Linked DNA regions of Rattus norvegicus: region 1 is linked to region 2. Evidence: chromatin contacts called from public Hi-C data. All regions are on one chromosome and are shown on one strand. Each heading gives the region's core, a stretch centred on a gene start, on an enhancer-like site or on the middle of the called end of the contact. The rest is flanking DNA. Distances are from core to core; before and after follow the strand shown. Region 1 has its middle 71 kb from the start of Trnap-agg90. Region 2 has its middle 36 kb from the start of Trnap-agg90.

Region 1 (4,385 bases), core at 1,379-3,878, 35 kb before region 2:
TCCAGGACTCCACAATGGACAGAGTCAAGGATAGAGCGCAGATGTGCTTTGGAAGGTGAACAGCAGGAGATGCAGGCTACGGTTTGTCGGTTTTTGCAGCAGCCCTACAAAGGTGGTATCTCTTCTGAATGCCTGACCACCTTCATTGTGAACCTGGCTAAATATATATATATATATTCGTCTTATACCCAGAATCAGACAGAAACTCCAGAGAAGCGAGCTGCGGTCACAGTTATCACTCGTAAGGATGTGAACTCTGCAGGTTCACCAAGTTGAAGTCACCTGGCTCATTTGCATACGTTGCACAATGCAGGAAACATAACGCATCCTATTCAACTAGTCTGTGAAAGGATTGCATCACGGGGATGTAGTGAGACAATACGTTATTGTGTATGCAGAACAATAAAGACACATGTGAGAAAAGCTAGCAGACACAAATTTGCCACAAAGAAAATGTACAATCAATTTGGGAAAACTGGTTTGTTTTTTTTTTAACTAATAAAGAACTAGGGTTTTCTTGATTCTGAAAAATAAAAGATTAGAAAGTAAAGGGCTGAGGTCACAGAAAACAGTGGGGCAGAAGAGTCTTTATTGACAGGTAAATAAATGACCACTTGTTATTGGCATGGTAATATTAAAGGCAGGACAAGTATATCACCACTGAATGGCTCACCAAAGAATCCACCACAGAAAAGCTTAGCTTGATCCATTTGTCTGCTAAACACCTACCTGCCTTCTAGCATTCAGGCAACCTTCAAATAACTATCTGGGTTGTAATGAGAGGATATTTGATTAATTGAGTCAAACACTTCACTTATACCTAGTTTCTGTTTTACCAAGGAAGAGAAAAGAACATTGACTCCCTTGTAGGAAGGCACTGGGGTGTGTTTCTAGCTCTGAGAAAGGACATGTGTGTCTGACATCTAGGAAGGGAATAAACAATGCCACAAGGCAGTGAGAACCAGTGCCCACCCTGTGGCCAGAGACTTGAGTGCAGACTCGTCCTGAGCTGAATGACCAGAGTTGTTATGAAGTAGCCATGCTGGGCTAAAAGGGCAACAGGTGGAACTGAGACGCGGCGTGTTTTGTCAGGCATGGAACTTGAATTCAAACCAACCTGACAAGTCATGCTAACCCATACCGGGACCCGGCATAGAAACACATGAAGACCAACTACAAGAAAACAAAAGGAAGGCTCCGTCTTCCGAGCTTGCTCTAGCAAGCCACCATCGAGTGGATTTCTCAATTCTAAGTTGCCTTTTATCCCTTAATTTAATGTTTCAGAAATCAATATAATCTCAATAAATAGACACCTTTGCCTACATTTGCACAGACTCAAAGGCATCAGAAAATCGGGAGAGGATGGCCTTAGGGTAAGAGCTTATTGAAGTGTGTGAGAAGTGGGGAAACTGCTCGTTACGGTATAACTATTTGGGTTTCTAGCTTGTTTTTAGACATAGTAGTCTAGCTTTCACAGGCATGACTTGCAGAGAATAGACTGCTTTCCCCAGACAGGTTATTTAAATAATTGGTTGATTTCTGGGGCACTGGATACCAAAACAGGTCAGAGATCTACCTTACATGTGCCTTGGTCCCTCTCCACTTGTATATTTCAGTCGGTTGTTAGCTTCCAGAGATTTTTTCCATATGGGCAGGCAGAGGAAGGTGGGACCTTGGACCAGCAGTAACACCCGACATGAAATGGGTTTTAGCAATACAGGGCAGACAACATACAGTACAATTGTCACCCTAGTTGAAGATCCTTGCTGTGGAACCTCTTTTGGTAAGTATCCAGAATGACTGAGGAAACCTAAGAAAGGAATTCAGTTACTCATGGGCCTGACCTGGATTAAGCGCAAATAGAGAGATTTATGTAAGTCAGCAAAGCAACCAAAAATTATAACAGAATGTGGGGCCTATCAAATGCAGTTATGTGCCATGTATTGATGCCCTAATTCATGATGTGTGCCTATATGGCAGTACACGCCACAGAGCAGGGTGACTACCTGGGGCGTGTAGACTTATACTCTGGTAATCATGAAACAATAAGACCCCGTAATGAATCATTCCTCAGAATATATCATCAGAGCGACCTATGAATACACCATCTTTTCGATGTACCACCTGTAATGTATGTAGTAGTTAATGCTGCATGAACTCTTCCTGGGGAGACATGACCAAATGTCTATTCACTCCACACAGGGTAACAACAACAGACCAAAGTAATCATGCCACTCAAATCTAGGTTAGTGACTCAACAATTTTACTGAACTTACTCCTACACATGGGTGAGGGGTTATTTACAGAGTATGGGTAACCCCAAAACAGTTACCTAAGCATGGACAACAATTTCTCCATAGATTCAGGGTACTGTCACCTCTTCAGCTCTTTAATTAGCTTTGTGCCTCCTATAAACACAAGTACTCTGACACTATGGGTAGGGGCAGATTGTCATTCTGCATGGGGAGAGGTGCAGGGGGGAAAGGCTGCTGTCTCAGGTGTGGATCCAATGGCCAGAAACCTCTTTCAGGGAGGGAAAACAACAGAGCTGCCTTTGTTGAGGGGATCCACTGACTAAAGTGGCAATGGCTTTTGTCCCTACAGGACAGTGTTTCACAAGAGTTCCTCGTTTCAGTACTGTGACAAAATATTGACAGAAGCAAATTCAGAGAGGGAGAAACTCTTCTTGAACCACTGTTTCCAGCCAACATGGCAGAGAGTATGACGTAGGTTTCCTCATGTGCTGGTGGATTGAAGGGCAACATAACCTGCAAAGGTCCAATCATGGAAGCTGGGTTCAGATGGCTGGGTTTCGTATCTTCAAGGCTCCACAGCTTCCAAAGAAAACATGGTCAGCCACCGGAGACAAAGTCTTCACATGAGTTTATGGGACGCATTTCACAACCACATACCACTATACCCGTGAGGGTCTTTAAGCAAAAGCCTTTTGTCATTAAAAGCAGCTAATAAGACAAAGTCTGGAGAGAGAAATTCAAAGATGGCCAGCTCTGCTGTATTCTAAGACCTGCTGTGTAGCTCTTAATTAAAGCATTGTGAGAATATGTAACTGGTTCAGTTTGAGGAACCTAATTCCAAAATCTGCCATTCAGATACTCCTGGTCATCTAGAGGTTAGCTCTCCCCTCCCTCCATGGCCTTTCCTCTTTCTTTTCACCTCTTCCCTCTTGCCTTTCTACCTATCAGGCCCCTTTCCACAGAAATCCCCCACTTTGGAAAACAAGAGTTACCTCAGTGACTGTCTTAGTTAGGGTTTTACTGCTGTGAACAGACACCATGACCAAGGCAAGTCTTATAAAGACAAAATGTTTAGTCGAAGCTGGCTTATAGGTTCAGAGGTTCAGCCCATTATCATCAAGGTGGGAACATGGCAGCATCCAGGCAGACATGGTGCAGGAGGAGCTAAGAGTTCTACATCTTCATCTGAAGGCTGCTAGCAGAATTCTGACTCCCAGGCAGCCAGGATGAGGGTCTTAAAGACCACACTCACAGTGGCATGCCTACTGCAACAAAGCCATACCTCCAAATGGTGACACTCCCCGGGCCAAGCAGACATAAACCGTCACAGTGACACAGTATTAATGAAAAATATCAAGGACAGTCAGGGATATGGATAAAGTCAACAGGATCAAGTTCTGTCTAAAAGACAACTGTCTTCCTTTACCGTTTGTTCAAAGTGAAAGCAGCTTCAAGGAAAAGCAATTTCCTCCCCATCGCTTCCTGGGAAGTGATGGTCAGGTCCCTGTATGGCCCTGGTTACTTGGTACCTGAAGCAAGTACTCCCTCTGTCACCGGGCCTTAGCCAACAGAGGTCCGACTGTTCAATCACTACAGTATCTCAGGAAGTCATTGAAAATCAATTTTAGGGCAACCTCACACAACAGCCAGGTTTTCTGGGGGTGGAAGGAGAGACTTGTGTGAGCTCTGTGGCTAAATCAATGTCCACCAGCTGGTTAGGGGAGGCCAGTTTCCTAGAGCTTTGCCTTCTTCCCCTCCAAAGCTGCGCTCTCCTTAGTTACCCCTTCCTGTGGCAAACTTCTTAAAGGCAGAAAAACACTTAAATGGAACTCTTTTATCATGTATACCAGAGGCTATACAAAAATAGGTGTTATACTTCAAAGTGTCACGGGAGGCAAGCTACCTATTTGAACTTTGAATGTTTTTCTTTTCTCTTTCTTTCTCTCTTTCTTTCTTTCTTTCTTTCTTTCTTTCTTTTGTTCTTCCTTCCTTCCTTCCTTTCTTTCTTTCTTTCTCTTTCTTTCTCTTTCTCTCCTTTCTGAAGCACAAATTTAAAGACCCCCCCCTCTCACAAATGTTAACCACCCATCAGAGTAAACAGCTGCGTTCCCCCCCACCCCCACCCCCCAC
Region 2 (4,792 bases), core at 2,213-4,712:
AACTTTGTTTTGAGACCGAGTGCTGGGAGTATACAGTTCAGTGTTGGAGTGCTTGCCTAACATGTACAAGGCTCTAGGTTCAATCATCAGTACTAGGGAGTGAAGGAAAGAGGAGGAGGAGGAGAAGGAGGAGGAGAAGGAGGAGGAGGAGGAGGAGGAGGAGGAGGAGGAGGAGGAGGAGGAGGAGGAGGAGGAGGATGAGGACGAGGACGAGGACGAGGAGGAGGAGGAGGAGGAGAAGGAGGAGGAGGAGAAGGAGGAGGAGGAGGAAGAAGAGGAAGGTATGATGATAATGTAGATGGCTATTAAATAGAGTTCTTTAAAACCTTATACCCATGAAGAACCTCAGAATACTATCTTAATTGGGAATAACAGTCTTCGTAGATATAACTACGCAAACATCTTCAGATTAAGTCTTTTAGATTGAGCCCTAACTCGTGACTGGTGCCCTTATGGACACACACAGAGGAAAGCAATGATAAGGAAGACCGAGGTGGAATGGTGTATGGCCAGGATGGGAAGCAATGGACGAGAGAAAGGGTGGGTTTTCTCAGAGCCTTACAAAGAAACCCAATTTGTCAACTTTCATTTCAGACTTTCTAACCTCAAGAACTAGTGGATAGTGAATTTCTTTTCATCTTTTTTTCTTGAGATGTATGCATTTATATATGGGTATTTTGTATGTGTAGCACTTGGGTGCTTAGTGCCTTTGGAGGTCAGACTAGGCCATCAGATCTCTGGAAACTGGAGTTATGGATGGTTGTGAGTCACCGTGCAAGTGCTGGGAAGTGAACCAAACTCAGGTCCTCTTCTAGAACAACATGTACTCGCAACCACTGGTCTGCCTCTCCCGTCTAAATCTCCTTGTCTTAACCCACTAAGTGGTAACTTGTTATATCTGCCTTAAGAGATACTAATACATTGCTGAGGAAAATTGATGGACCAGCCTGACTCTATTTTAAGATTAAAAGCCATCTTGTTAGAAGGTCAGAACTATGTTCACTCCTGTTTTCTGTAAAACTTTCATTTAGCCAGGTCTCGACCCATTTTCTAGAATTTGACACATTCCAAACCCTATACACTGTAACCTCCACCCAGATAAGACATTCTGCCAAATAACTTGGAAATGTTCAGCCAAATTCCTACATAACCAAAAACCCTTGAAACCTCCTTGCCTTGCAAGTTGGGGGCTCACATAAACCTCCTCTTCTGCGTTTGATGCTATTTTCTCAAAACCTGCTTTTGGGAGGTAGACCTGACTGACAGAAAGTAAAGCTTGCTTAATTCAACCAAAAGAATTTAGATGATGGTTTTTACTCTGATGGCAATTAACAAGTGTGTTCAAAACTGAGTGTGCAAACTAAAGATTCTCTATCACACAGGACCTGGGGGAGGCTGAGGAAACTGCCATGCAGTTGTGGCGCTGTCTTTGCAAAGTCTGTAATAAAGGGACTGAAAAAAAACGAGGATGGGTTCCTCAGCAAATGTTCAGCCGACCGGGTCTGGGGAGGACTGTGACAACACCTAGAGTTGTCATGTTCAGTTTACAGCTAAAGAAATGGAAGAGATCTGTCCTCTGGCTTTCTTTCCCATTCACCTCAAGAGAGGTGCAAATGGTCTGTCCTGTCCGTCTCAGGCAGGAAATCTCCATCTGCCAGACATCTTGAATAATGCAGCTGGAGTCCTGGTGAGAGAAATATCTTACCAGCAGTGTGGTAAAAGGTTCATTCATTCCACAGCTACTCTAGAGTCCTGGTGTTGAACATCACAGCGGAGGAAGCAAGCAGAACGAGCTGTCTGTTAGAGTCACATGATTGATGGAGAAGAGTCCTACTTCATCAACTATAGGCAACGTTCTTAAGGTTAAAACTAAAGGTTCTAAACAGGGCAGAAGAGAAAGCAAACAAGGCGATCTTTTCTAGCCCTTGTAACAGAACACCTAAGACCAGATGACTTAAAAGACATTTTCAGGTTTTAAAGGCATAGTATAGATCAACATAGTGAGGGCCTACTTCCTGGTGCACAGATTCTCATCTTCTCTCTGTGCCCTCACGTGACAGGAAGGGCAAAGAATCTCCATGGGTCTCTCTTACATGGTCACTAATCCCACTAACGGGTTACGATATCGCATTAATTATGAGCACTATGCTTTCACGACCAACTCACCTTCCAGAGGCCTCCTCACCTCTCGATGCTATCACGTTGCCCGTTAAAATTCACCACACGAATTCAATGCGGTCAGCCCATTACCAAACTGTGGGACATTTCCGTGCGTGGTACTGAAAAGAGCAGGATTTCACTTTCATGCTTATAACACACCAATTCAGCTACTGGCTGTAAAACGTCTAGCTGGAGGGAATCAGAGCCAACAACACACAAGAACTACCAATGGCCCAAAAGAACCATAAAAGCCATCGCAAACTTAAGAGTCAAGATCTGAGAGAGAGAAATTAATCGAGCTGAGGTGCAGCAGAAAACGACGCAGAGAAGCCAAGCAGTGAACCCACCAATTCATCTTCCCGGGCCTTTCTGTGGAATTGGCCACAACTGTACTTCTTTTATTGGTTTGGCTTGGTTTGGTTTATTGAAACAGGGTCTTTATAGCCCAGGCTGGACTCAAACTCACTATGAAGCTGGATAGGTTCAAGCATGAACTCTCACTCCTGATCCTCTAGGCCCTGCCTCCCAGCCGCTGAGATTCCAGGCATAGAGCACCACAGCCGGCCCATAGGTGCACTTCTTACACTTTAATAACTCTTTCCACAAAGCCAGGCCTTCCTCACACATGTGAAGTCTTGAACTATGGCACAGTGCTTGAAGTTTTAGGTAACACTGGGTTACGGATACAAGCACGAAGTTTACAGAAGGACTTGGTAACAATAAAGGTGAAGAGAGGAGAATCAAGAGTCTGCAAGTCACAATGCCAACCAAACTGAAGAAGTCTGGTCACCACATCAATTCCACTAATACTCCCTTATTGGTTCTCATCAGAGACTAGGGGAGAACACAGGCAAAATTAAGACAACCCTTCCATAACCTAAATCAGTCCACTTAGGGGTTTTCTCCATTTCCTCTGTGGACATTGCATTTCATTCCCTACCCTTAAACTGCCCTGAGAGTTATGCACATTCCACTGCCTTACCCCTAGTCCCGGCCTGGTGGTTTCTCTGAGGTAATAGCATCTGGAGCCAAGGCCAACATAAGCGAGGCCAGAGAGGTCACAGAGGCCATCCCCCCGGCAGCATTAAAATGCCCAGAGTGGCAAGGCGGCTGGGATGGGGAGCGTTCATTCACCCCCTGTAAGTTACCCTGTGGTGGGCTTTGGGTACCAATTCTGTATGATGTCAAATGTGAAGATAAAAAAAATCAAGGAGCCAAGTTTTGTTCGGCCTCTCCTTTCCCATAATTCCTTTCAGCGATGAAGCAGTTAACACAGTGCTCCTCCTCTTGGCTGGAGCGTTCCGTTTCATTGGCACGATCTTATCCCCGGAGACAATGGCAGATTGTTTCTGGTGTACGCAGAAGAACCTTGTTCTGGCAGGCAAGTTTCCAGTCAACAAGCCCCACATCCTCTGCAAGAAGCATGCATGTGCTTTGTTCCAACCTGACTTTCAAGTACCTTTCACTGTCAGACTCTCAGCCCAGCCCGCCATGTCCGCAGCGCTCGAACAAAACTAAAACCAAAAACACTCAACAGAGTTTGCCACAGATGCAAACCCAAGACCCGTCAGGGAAGGAGGTGGCTACGGACATCCTTTCTAGGGAGCTCTTAGACAGCACACTCTGTTCACGTTACCTGATTAGAAAAAGCCCTCTTTTCCTCAGACCTTTACCCTGCTTAGTTAGCAGGCTTCAAACACCGTGTGTTGGGTAATCCTAACTGCAGCACTCTGACTGGAGGAGCTGCTCTGCCAGCAAGTAGGGAAGAAATTTAAAACAATACAGAACTTCCTACTTTACGTGGAAGGTCCATTCCCACAGCCAAAACCACCCAACCGGTCCACTCACCCGCCCAGGCATTATTTCCCCCTGAGTATCGGCTGCACCATACCAAGGAAGGAAAGAGACACCCGAGGTAGCCTCTATGAGATGCTCTGTAGCGATCAAGAAATTAGAATGAAGAAGAACTAATTACCAAGACTTCCATTCAACGATAGCTCAGAAAGCACAAAGTATTTGAGTTTATTAGATCTTAATTTTTTTTTAACCTGTGCATGGCATGCATACAAATCCCAGCACAAGGGAGTCAGAGGCAGGGAGCCTGCAAATTTCAAACCATGCTAGGCTACAAACCAAGACCTTGTCCGAGAAGAAGGAAAAGATGTTATATGGAGACAGAATTTGAAGATAAGGAAACAAACCAATCCGTGTTACGGGTTTATCGATGGTCACATGGTAGGGAAATGGTAAAACTGGTTACTAAGTCCCATTTTCCAATGTAGAAAAAGACAAGTCTTCCTGTAGCAAAAGGCTCCTGTGCCTTCAGAAGGCTGCGTGGAGTTTCCTAATGGTGGCTGTGCATCTCTCTTCTTTCTCATTCTCCAGGAAGGGAGCTTTATGGCCCTAATCACCTTCTCAAGGTCCCAACTTTTACTGTTGTCGCATGGACAGCATTAGAGGCTGAAATGACACACACAAATCTTAGTATTCTATCTGTGCTCCCCCAAGTTAATCTCTCACATCTTAACAACACCCACGGTCTTAATCCAACAGATGTATATATTTATGTGTACCCATTGATGGGTGCATGTGCACATGTGTGTGGGAGTCAGAGGTCAACAGGTATCTCCCA

What was found. Hi-C and Micro-C count contacts between places; a contact is called where the count stands out from the background.
Region 1: a Hi-C map of liver shows a contact between it and region 2, with 4 times the contacts expected there. The contact joins two enhancer-like sites. A contact is called at or near these places in 3 of 12 Hi-C or Micro-C datasets (kidney, liver and mammary epithelial cells).

Annotation. Positions count from the first base shown.
Region 1 is chr15:88,559,959-88,564,343 of GRCr8, reverse strand. No RefSeq gene overlaps it. Among named protein-coding and RNA genes, the nearest start is that of Trnap-agg90, 71 kb to the right of the region's middle. Within about 2 kb of position 2,628, at least 1 of the 93 cell types and tissues checked has an H3K27ac peak or open chromatin away from gene starts, as enhancers often do. A contact at or near this core is called in liver, where this site is marked.
Region 2 is chr15:88,525,156-88,529,947 of GRCr8, reverse strand. No RefSeq gene overlaps it. Among named protein-coding and RNA genes, the nearest start is that of Trnap-agg90, 36 kb to the right of the region's middle. Within about 2 kb of position 3,462, at least 52 of the 93 cell types and tissues checked have an H3K27ac peak or open chromatin away from gene starts, as enhancers often do. A contact at or near this core is called in liver, where this site is marked.